2 separate regions of the Canis lupus genome follow, and region 2 is linked to region 1. A link is a contact called in public Hi-C data. All regions are on one chromosome and are shown on one strand. The core of a region is the stretch at or near the end of the contact, and the rest is flanking DNA. Distances in the headings are between cores, read along the strand shown. Region 1 has its middle 11 kb from the start of MTMR12. Region 2 overlaps MTMR12 (myotubularin-related protein 12).

What was found. Hi-C and Micro-C count contacts between places; a contact is called where the count stands out from the background.
Region 2: a Hi-C map of skin fibroblasts shows a contact between it and region 1, with 2.7 times the contacts expected there. The contact joins two enhancer-like sites. A contact is called at or near these places in 5 of 9 Hi-C or Micro-C datasets (amygdala, blood, liver and 1 more).

The regions. Positions count from the first base shown.
Region 1 is chr4:76,049,566-76,054,768 of UU_Cfam_GSD_1.0, forward strand. No RefSeq gene overlaps it. Among named protein-coding and RNA genes, the nearest start is that of MTMR12, 11 kb to the right of the region's middle. Within about 2 kb of position 3,041, at least 5 of the 20 cell types and tissues checked have an H3K27ac peak or open chromatin away from gene starts, as enhancers often do.
Region 2 is chr4:76,136,755-76,141,957 of UU_Cfam_GSD_1.0, forward strand. MTMR12 (myotubularin-related protein 12) reads left to right here. Exons shown (of 17, transcript XM_038535402.1): 17 at 1-264. Among named protein-coding and RNA genes, the nearest start is that of GOLPH3, 45 kb to the right of the region's middle. Within about 2 kb of position 2,542, at least 11 of the 20 cell types and tissues checked have an H3K27ac peak or open chromatin away from gene starts, as enhancers often do.

The DNA.
Region 1 (5,203 bases), core at 1,791-4,290:
AAGGCAGGCGCCAAGCCGCTGCGCCACCCAGGCATCCCGATAAATTTCTTTGAAAGTGTAAATGAGCAATGTACATGAGTGGACAAGTCTCAAAAAATATAAATGGATGATAGCCATATGAAAACAAAAAAAATTTTTTTATTAAAGATTTACTTATTTATTCATGAGAGACACACACAGAGAGAGGCAGAGACATAGGCAGTGGGAGAAGCAGGCTCCCGATGTGGGACTCGATTCAGGATCCCGGGATCACGCCCTGAGCCGAAGGCAGATGCTCAACTGCTGAGCCACCCAGGAGTCCCTGAAAATAAAATATCAACCTTACTAGTAATAAAGTAAGTACAAATGTTTAAAAAGGTAATAGATTTAGGAAAGTGGAGGGCAGCCCAGGTGGCTCAGCGGTTTAGCACCGCCTTCCGCCCAGGGTGTGATCCTGGAGTCACGGGATCGAGTCCCACATCGGGCTCCCTGCATGGAGCCTGCTTCTCCCTCTGCTTGTGTCTCTGTCTCTCATGAATAAATAAATAAAATCTTAAAAAAAAGAGAGAGAGAATAAAGTCTGAGCTAGTAATACCAAAAATAGCAAAGGCAAGGGTCACTCACTCAGTTGACATTTCAATGTCTCTTTTTTAAAATTTATTATTTATGTATTTATTTTTTAATTTATTCATGTCCCTCTGCCTCCCTCTCTGTGTCTCTCATGAATAAATAAAATCTTTAAAAAAAAATCTTAAAAAAAAAAAAAAGCAATTTAAAACAAGAAAGAAAAAAATGAGGGCACCTGGGTGGCTCAGTCAGTTAAGTGGCTGCCTTCGGCTCAGGTCATAATCCCGGTCCTGAGATGGAGCTGCACCAGGCTCCCTGCTCAGTGGGGTGCCTCCTTCTCCCTCTGCCCCTCCCCCTGCTTGTGTGCTCTCTCAAGCTCTCTCTCAAATAAATAAAATCTTTAAAAAAAAAAAAGGGGGGGGGGGGGCAGCCCGGGTGGCTCAGCGGTTTAGCGCCGCCTTCAGCCCAGGGCCTGATCCTGGAGACCTGGGATAGAGTCCCACGTCAGGCTCCCTGCGTGGAGCCTGCTTCTCCTTCTGCCTGTGTCTGCCTCCCTCTCTGTGTGTGTCTCTTGTGAATGAATAAATAAAATCTTTTAAAAAAGAAAAAGAAAAAAAAAAAGAAAGAAAAAGAAAAAATGATGTAAAAAGTCTTCAATAGCTTCACATACCTAAGGGTAAATTTCAAAGTCCTCAGCCTGGCACCCAGGAGCCCATAAACTAGCTCCAGTCTGTCCTGCCAGCCTCATCTCCCACCCTTGCTTGTGCTAGAACCAGCAGTGTCACCCCAGGGCAAAGCCCTGGCTCTTGCTGGTTGCACATCCTGCTCCCTCTGAGGTCATCCTCACAGGCCTATGTGGGGTGCCCCTCTTCTGATCAAGGGGGACAGAGCCTTTCCTTTGGGGATGGGTAAGGTGTTGCCCTGGCACATGAGGAGACTGCGGGGAAAGTAGAGCAAAGAAACTTCTTTTTAAAAATCAGGGGGGTGAAGGGGGGGTGCCTGACTGGCTCAGCTGGTGGAGCATGTAGCTCTTGATCTCAGGGTCATGAGCTTGAGCCCCATGTTGGGTGTAGAGATTGCTTTAAAAAAGAAAAAAGAAATAAAAGGGGGGGGGGGAATGAATCAGTTGCTTCTCTAACCTTGTGTAGCTTCAGATTAAGTTTCTCTTAGTATTTTCTCTTCAGTCCATGTTGTCTCACAGGAGGTGGGAGAAGAAATGGATTCCCCTCCCTCCTTCGGACCCCCCATCCCCGTTTCAGCTGAGCCACAAAACTTCTTTTCAGATTTCTTAAACCTGCGTAAGATATTTGCAACATCTGAGATTGCCTTGCTTGCTGCTTTACTTGGCTGCCCCTGGAATCTGTTCCAGGGACCAGGTGAATGAATGGTGAATAGACCCCAGTGTTCGGGAGGGAAACAGGGAAATGGCCAACCATTAACAGGGCTCCAGCGGGAAAGTTACTCTGTAAAAAATACAGAGATGTTTCTTTTCAGCTCAACCGTTTCTATTCCTTGCATTCTCTTTTTGCCTTTGGACAGAAAGGATTTAAAAAAAAGGGGGGGGGATTTTTTTTGGGGGGGGCAAAAAGGATTTTTTTTTTCAAAAAGGATTTTTAAAAAACAATTTTGATTACATTTTCACCTTGGGACAGATAACCAGTTCAGACATAAAACAGTGAGGCCTTTCACGACCTCTGTGTTCTTTTACAACCACCTGAACAATGAGCCTTTCAGGTTCCCAGTGAGTGGGAATGGGTCAGCCAAGCTCAAAACTGGCTTGACTGCACTTTCAACAGAGATCAAATATCCCAGCAGGGAGGCATGCACAGCCTGTTTGCATTTAAGAAGGTTCTCCTGGCCCCTCTGACAGCACCAGCTTCCTTCTTCCCTCTAAGATGATTAGGCTCCGTGCACCAGTAACCCTCCTCTGTGGGAAAGGAGGTGCTCTCCCACCCTTCTTGCAGTTTCAGACCAGAAGCAGCCCTGAACAAAACTGGGAAGGAGGAGAAGGTTCTCTCAATGCTGTCTTCCTTCAAATTAGAGCATAACAGCCTGGATTGTCAGGTCCCTTGATTTTTCCCAACCAGCGCTAGAGTACCAGAAATTTTAAGATCTAAATATAATGCCCTGGTCTCAGTTAAAATTGAAGGAGGAATAATACATTATTTTTACGTTGTGATATATGCAGCCTCCGCATGATCGGACAGCACGGAAAGCATGGAGTCGTGTCCATCTTGACACTTTGAGATATCAACAAGCTTTTTTCATTCCTCTTTCCTGGAGATCATCTTTGAGTCAGATGCCAGCTCTTGACTTCTATCATCCTGGAATGAGTCAAGAGAAATCCGAAATGGAGGAGCCAAACAAAATAACAGGTTTTTCTGCCTGCTGCTTCCTCCTGCCTCCTCTACACACACACACACACACACACACACACACACACACACACACACACCATGTGCTGGGCTCTGAGCTGGGGAGAGAGCTAGCCTGGGAGAGAAAGAGCAGAGTGAGAAGCAGATAGCATCCCTGCAAGGACCCTGCCCCACAGTTACCCCATCGCTCAGGGAAACCAAGAGAAGGGAAGAGCTAGCCTGACTCTGGCATCCCATAGGGGACTTTCAGAGTGTGGTGGCCCTGATGACAAGCTCCCTCCACTGCCTCTAGGCATAGAGTAGTTGAAATTGTGGCTTGGACTTTCCAGATGCTAGAGACCTTGCAAGAGCCCCTCTTGACTCTTCTGTGTCTCCCAGTGGTTTTGGAAATGATCCAGAGTATTCGGTGGCCCCCAAATGAGACCCAGAAAGTAATTAGGAAACAGCTAATGAGGAGCCTGGGTGGCTCAGGCAGTTAAGCGTCTGCCTTTGGCTCAGGTCATGATATCCGGGCCCTGGGATCAAGCCCACATCAGGCTCCCTGCTCAGCAAGGAGTTTGTTTCTCCCTCTGGCCCTCTCCCTTCTTGTGCTCTCTCTCTCTCTCTCTCTCTTTCAAATAAACAAATAAAATCTTAGGAAACAACAAAAAAAAAAAAAAAAAAAAAGAGGGATGCCTGAGTGCCTCAGCAGTTAAGCATATGCCTTTGGCTCAGGGCATGATCCCAGGGTCCTGGGACTGAGTCTCAGGCTACCCATGGGGAGCTTGCTTCTCCCTCTGCCTGTGTCTCTGCCTCTCTCTGTGTCTCTCATGAATAAATAAATAAAATCAAGAAAGAAAGAAAGAAAGAAAGAAAGAAAGAAAGAAAGAAAGAAAGAAAGAAAGAAAGAAAGAAAGAAAGAAAGAAAGAAAGAAGAAAGAGAGCCAAGGTGCCACTGGGAGGCTGCCTCACAGGGGAAATGCCCATTTACAGATACAGCACAAACCACCCCAGGGATGAGGACTGAGCTTCATCTCTAAGGAATCGCCACATCAGCCAGCTGCACAGGGGCAGGCCAGACTGATTGCAGGCCCAAGTCTGCACCCTCTGAAGCAGACACCTTCCCTGCCCATGAACACACAGGACATGCAATGGGACTGAGTCTGGGAGATAGGCAACCTGCCCTGCCCATCCCACCCCACCCCTGCCCCCAGGCCTGGCTGGGGCTTTGTACACCCTGGGGCCTTTAATTTAGCCCAGAAAGTAGGAGAAAAAACCACAGAAGGGAGCTCTGAAACCGATTGTGACTGGCTTAGAAGACTTAAAGTGACAAAGATAAAGCTCAGAAATAACCAGATTAAGTTGCCTGCATTAGACCCCTCTGGCTGAGAATTCATGCTCAGAAAGAAGACTGTGTCACAGAACTAAATCCCAGGGTGGCACTGATCAGTGTGATCTCAGGCAAGTGGTTTCCCTTCTCTGGGCTTGTGACACCCCCACCACCTTTAGGTAGGGGTGGCCCAGCTGGCGCAGGCCGAGTTCCTAGGGCATGAGGCCTGAGTGTGTGGAGCCAGTGCGCCCAGCGGAGAGCTGGTTAGGAGGACAGAGGATGAAGGACCCCAGCCTCCTCCTCCTTCATCACCTTCCTGGATCCGGTGCCGAGCTGAGGGAACACCCAGCCTGTGCTGTGAATACACGTTTCTCCAGCTATGGGCAAGTCAGCATTCCTATGAAGCCTGTCGTAAGCCGAAATGGCGTAAGCAAATAAGCAATTCCCATTTCGTAAAAGCAAAAATTGTCTTCAGATTTTTTTTTTCATTAGCAAAAGCAGGTACTGATGTGAGTCTTCGGTAAAGCGGAGAGTGGGGGGAGGCCTGAGACTTCCTGGCTCAGCACTTCCTAGGAGGTCCTGTAGAGGGCACAGGTTCCTTTCCAGAGGCTTCCAGGGTCCGGAGGCTCAGGTGCTCGGGCAGGAAGGAAGGCTTTCCGACCGGCCAGGGGGAGCCCAGGAGCCAGGGGCCAGGAGGGCCTGCGCTCACTGCGAGGAGCTCCGGGGCAGCTGCGCGGCCAGGCCTTTTGCAGGGTTCCAAGACAGGGTCAAGTTCCTAGGCCAACGCAGTGTAGATTCTGGGTAGATTCAGAAGAGCCCTCGACTGGCTCCAACAGTTTCTAAGGAAGATGTCAAAGAGGTGGGGACACTGGGGTTAGACCTTGATGGATGGATTGATTGGGGAACCGATGCCAAGGTAAGAGAGACAGAAAATGGTAATTTTTTCTTAAGATTTTATTCATCTGGGATCCCC
Region 2 (5,203 bases), core at 1,292-3,791, 87 kb after region 1:
AAATGCTGCACTGTGCAAGTTTGGAAATGTACATTAATTTACTGTATATAATATCTTGAGTTTGTTTATACCTCCAAGTTTTTACACTGAAGATGAATTAGCTTTAAAAACATTCAAAACCTTTTTTTTTTTTTTAAGGGAATAAGCTGTTGGGCTTTATCTGTATAAATGTGCTTTTTATTTTCCAATGTACAATGAAAGTTTATACTTATATTTCACTGCATCATATCTGATTGCAGAAATTAAAGCACAATTTACAAGCAATACTGCTTTCAATGTGGTTTATATAACGTAGGATAATTTTGTTCATTCAGTGTGCGTGTGTGTGTGTGTGTGTTGGGTTGAGTTGATTGGTTGGTTGGTGGTAGGAAACCAACAACCTAATAAATATTTAAAAATTTTTTTTTTTTTGTTTCTAATAAATATTTAAAATTTTAGGGGCTCCTGCCTGGCTCAGTCAGAGCATACAACTTTTTCTTTTTCTTTTTCTTTTTCTCTTTCTCTTTCTCTCTTTTTCTTTTTCTTCTTCTTTTTTTTTTGGAAGATTACTTATTTATTCATGAGAGACACACAGAGAGAGAGAGGCAGAGACATAGGCAGAGGGAGAAGCAGGCTCCCTGCAGGAGCCTGAGCAGGACTTAATTCCAGGACCCCGGGATCATGCCCTGAGCTGAAGGCAGATGATCAACCACTGAGCCACTCAGAGGCCCCAGAGCATGCAACTCTTGATCTTGGGGGGCTGAGTTGGAGCCCCACAGTGGGGGTAGAGTTTACTATAAAAAAATAAGATGAGGGCAGCCCGGGTGGCTCAGTGGTTTAGCGCCGCCTTAGCCCAGAGCAGGATCCTGGGGACCTGGGATCAAGTCCCACGTCAGGCTCCCTGCATGGAGCCTGCTTCTCCCTCTGCCTCTGCCTCTCTCTCTCCGTGTGTCTCTCATGAATAAATAAATAAAATATTTTTAAAAAATAAGGTGAAATTTCAGGTGGCAATTAAATACTACGATGAACAATAAAAATAGGGCAAATAAAGGAAAAGGGCTTTCTAAATACGTGAAGTTAAATATTACCGCCTCTGCTTCTGAGGGCGAATGTAATTCGAGAAGTCTGTGTTCTTGCTGAAAGAGATCTGAGTTCCCTTACGGGGCGGCGGAAGAGCAGAGGCTCTGTTTCTCCCTGCAGAGAGGAGAGGCCCCTGGCAGGACAGGGTGGTGTGTGCCCCCGGGGATTTTTCGGATCCTCTGGTTTGCCACTGGCTAGATGGAGACCTGTCACTTGGTGTGTGGGGAGAGTTCGCTTCCTTGCCCGGCCCCTTGGAGGGACGAGAGACGGCCCCTCTCGGCTCCCAGGCCCCTCCTGGTCACCACGCCAGCTCTGAGGCATCCCTGCAACTTAATAAGCCCCCATCGCTACCACCTTCTTCCTGTGGTTCTTCGATGACTATTAATTCAAGTCGTAGTTAGGACCCTACTGATGAGCAGGGTTCTTCAGCAGCTCTGGACTTCGGGGGACTTGGCAGTCTCCTGATTTTTGCTTGTTCTTTGGTTTCCAGGCGAGGGCAGTGCGGGGGACTTGGGCGGGTCGAGTTAGCCATATTCCATGTGATGTGAAACAGGATGGGGCAGGGGCTCCTGTCGGGAACATTCCTGGCTCCTGTGCCTTCCTGTCACCTGCGCCGACAGGGGACTTGGGGGCAGAGGGCGCCTGGACTCTGGCCTGTTTTCCAAGCCTCTCCTGTGGTTGTGGCCAAAGTTGCTCAGTAGAAAAGTCTCCTGGGCTGTGCTTGGGGTGCTTATGCCCCCCTGGGGCTCTCGAGCAAGCGTTTATGAAGCCAGCCTTGGGGCCGGAGAGAGGGGCTGACAGGACCCTCCACCCCACCCCACCCCACCCCACCCCACCGTTGCAGGAGCCTCTGTAGTGACCTTGGCCCTCCACACTGGCGATTCCAACAGCCTCCCCAATGCAACATAGAGCCTCAGGAACATTAGGATGGAGGGGGTGAGGGAAGCCCCTGTCTGTGCTGAGGATTCCAGCGTGCGGAGGCGGGTGCGTATCCATAACCAGCCCAGCTGTGGGGAATATCATTTTAAACACCATTTACGGATTGAAGAGGAAAAGAATTTGTTGGAGGTGCTTTTGTGTCTTTAAAAACACAGACGTCTCAGCCCATTTTGTGGTTCAGGCCCAGGTTCCTTTTTTCCAATCCTTCTATTACATGGTCTGCCTCTAGCAATTAAGGGATACGAAGTATATAATCAGGTGGCAACACAGTAAGCTTTCTTGGCCTGCCTTGAAGAAAGCTCTCCAGTTTTGCTAGCTAGTCCAGTTTTTATAAAGCAGTTACCTTTTTTTTTTTTCATTGAGATTTGAGTATTACTTTTATAAAGGGCTGTGTGGCTTGCCCCCCACCCCACCCCAGCCACCTCTCAAATCCAGACTGGAGGACTTTTCAAATTACCCTTTTCTCTGAGGTCTGGGGCCGGTGAATGTGGTGCTTCTCCCCGCCCTGCGAGGGTACAGTGTGTGCCATTCCTGGGTCGGGCAGGGCAGGAATGCAGACCGAGCACATTCTATCCCTCGGACTGCCCCCAGGACAGCCGGGCTGGGGCTGGAATGCTCTTGGAGAGCTGAACGCAGGCCCATCCCCAGGCCTCTAGGGCAGGACAGTGGCAGGAGGGATGGCCTGGTCTGGAAGTGTCGGGTGGGGACAGGCTGGGACGGGGGACCTGCCAAAAACGGGGGTCGCAGTCTAGATTTTTTTTCTTTTTCTCGAAATGTACCTGACAAACAATGCTGTGTCTGTTTCAGGTGTACGACAGTGGTTTGACGATTCTGTGACTGGCTCGCGGCTCCCCACAGTAGGTGTCGTCACCGTCTGTCATCATACGTCATTATATTATTGACTGTAGTTCCTATGCTGTACTTCTCATCTCTGTGACTTCTTCCATAACTGGAAGTTGGTACCCCTTAATCCCCTTTATTTTGCCTGTGGCCCCCCCATCCCCCCGGCAACCACCAGTTCTCTGTATTTAATAAGAGTCTTTGGGGTTTTTTTGTTTGTTCATTTGTTTCGGTTTTTGATTCTACATGTAGGTGAATCTGATAGTACTTGTCTTCCTCCGACTTATTTCATCACGCCCTCTAGTTCTATCCATGTGGCTGCAGCATTCTAGAACTTGGTAAGAGTTTGGGATACGCAGGTGTATGCCAAAACTCGGCAAAAGTAGGTTTAAGATGTGTTTGTGTTTGAATTCACATTACAAGAAAAAAAAATTAAGCAAGCATTGACCTCTAGTTAATGATACTGCCACCAAATTATTTAGAGAGAACTGAACCATTGTCTGCAGTTGACTTTGAATGGCAGCATCAGGGACGCCTGGGTGGCTCAGCGGTTGAGCGTCTGCCTTCGGCCCAGGTCGTGATCCTGGAGTCCCAGGATCGAGTCCCCCACTAGGCTCCCTGCAGGGAGCCTGCTTCTCCCTCTGCCTGGGTCTCTGCCTCTCTCTGTGTGTCTCTCATGAATAAATAAAATCTTTTTTAAAAATTGTGATTGGCAGCAACAATAAGATGGGTTAATGGATGGGCAGAGGGATGGCGATAGCTTAGGTGTGTGATAAAGCAAGTATAGCAGAATGTCAGTGAGGCGATCTAAAGCTGGGTGTATGAGAGTACAGATAGTCATAAAATTCTTTAAACTTTGCTGTATTTGAAACTTTACATAATAAATGTTGGGAAAAAATTTAAATCCTTCAAGAAATAATTATAAACAAAAAAAATATATATAGGGAAGCATATTGGTCCTTTGTGGGAGAAGAGAAACCCTATCCTTACCAAATTACCTGGCCACCGGGATATAATGGACCCTGGGGAAGGAATTAGAATTTTCATGGCCCCCTGCCCTGAGTCCCCTTTTTCCATTTCCATTGTCCCCCTGGGTCATTTTCTGTTGGCTGGATAGTTATTATAAATGACCTCCTCCTTTGAGTGCCTTCTCTCAGTGACGGGATCTTCCTGGAGCAGTCATATGACTTTTTTTGGCTTGGAAAGTTTCAATGGCTGCATCCGTGAGAACACTGGGCTGCAACAACTGAAGCCCAAAAGAGGAGTTGTGTGTGTTTGAAGGTTCAGGTCAGAGACGCTGCTGGATCTCCAAACCTGAAGCCCACGCCATCTGCTCTGAGTGTCCTTGTCCTTTGCCCTCCTGCTTTGCACACTGGTCTCCTGGCCCTAGTCGATGAAGCAGGATGCACCCCCCACGGCAACTCTGATTTCACGAGACCAGTCACACTGCAGCTGGAATCTTGGTCTTCATTCCAAATCCTGGAGCGGAGAGCCTGGGCCAGCCAGCTGTGGGCAGGGTCTGTGTAGACAGGGCCACTCCCATAGCTCCGAGTAGCAGCACGTCCCTGCAGCCCACACTCTGCCAGCAGCTCACTGCGCACTGGTTGTGGCACAGTCATCTTTCTCAGGTTCTCAAATTTTTAACGATATAAATGTCACATTTCTGTATTTCTCCAAATTAACTCCGTCCCCCATCAGAGGCCGTGTGGTGTAGTAAAGAGTGGGGTTCTCTGAATCAGAACCCCTGACTTGCAACTTATGAACCGTGGGACTTGGGCAAGGTCTCTGTTTGCTCATCTGCAGGATGGCAACATTCCCAAAACCCACCTCACTGAAGTGCTGGAGGGTTAGGAGTTCCCGTTAGTGTCTGTTGCATAATAAATGCTCAATAAATGTTAGCTAGGCTTGTATTGTGTGTGTGGTGGTTAAATACTTTATGTAAACAGAGAGGGGTGTGTATGTGTGTGTGTAAATTTAATCTCCAGCCCAGGAGCTCACTGTAGCATTTGAAATACCATAAAGAGGAATCTAGGTTCCAAAGGTGGCCCATTAGCCCTTCAGATGTCTTTAAGATCTGCCTCAGGATTTGTTGAGCAGCACCCAGAATGTAAAAAAAAAAAAAAAAAAAAAAAAAAAAAAGGATTTTACCATTTTCAGTGGTAAAATGAGTGGATACTTGGGATCCGTGGTTGGCTAGGAATCCCATAGGGGCCCCATCCTCAGACATACGGATAAAACTCCACCAGGCCCCGCAGCATAAGCATTTTGCAGCAGAGCCCGAGCTCTAAAAACCCCATTGGTCCAGTGGCCTCCACATCACCCCAGGGACCATCAGCTTAGCTGGTTCTGCTGTCCAGGGGCGTCT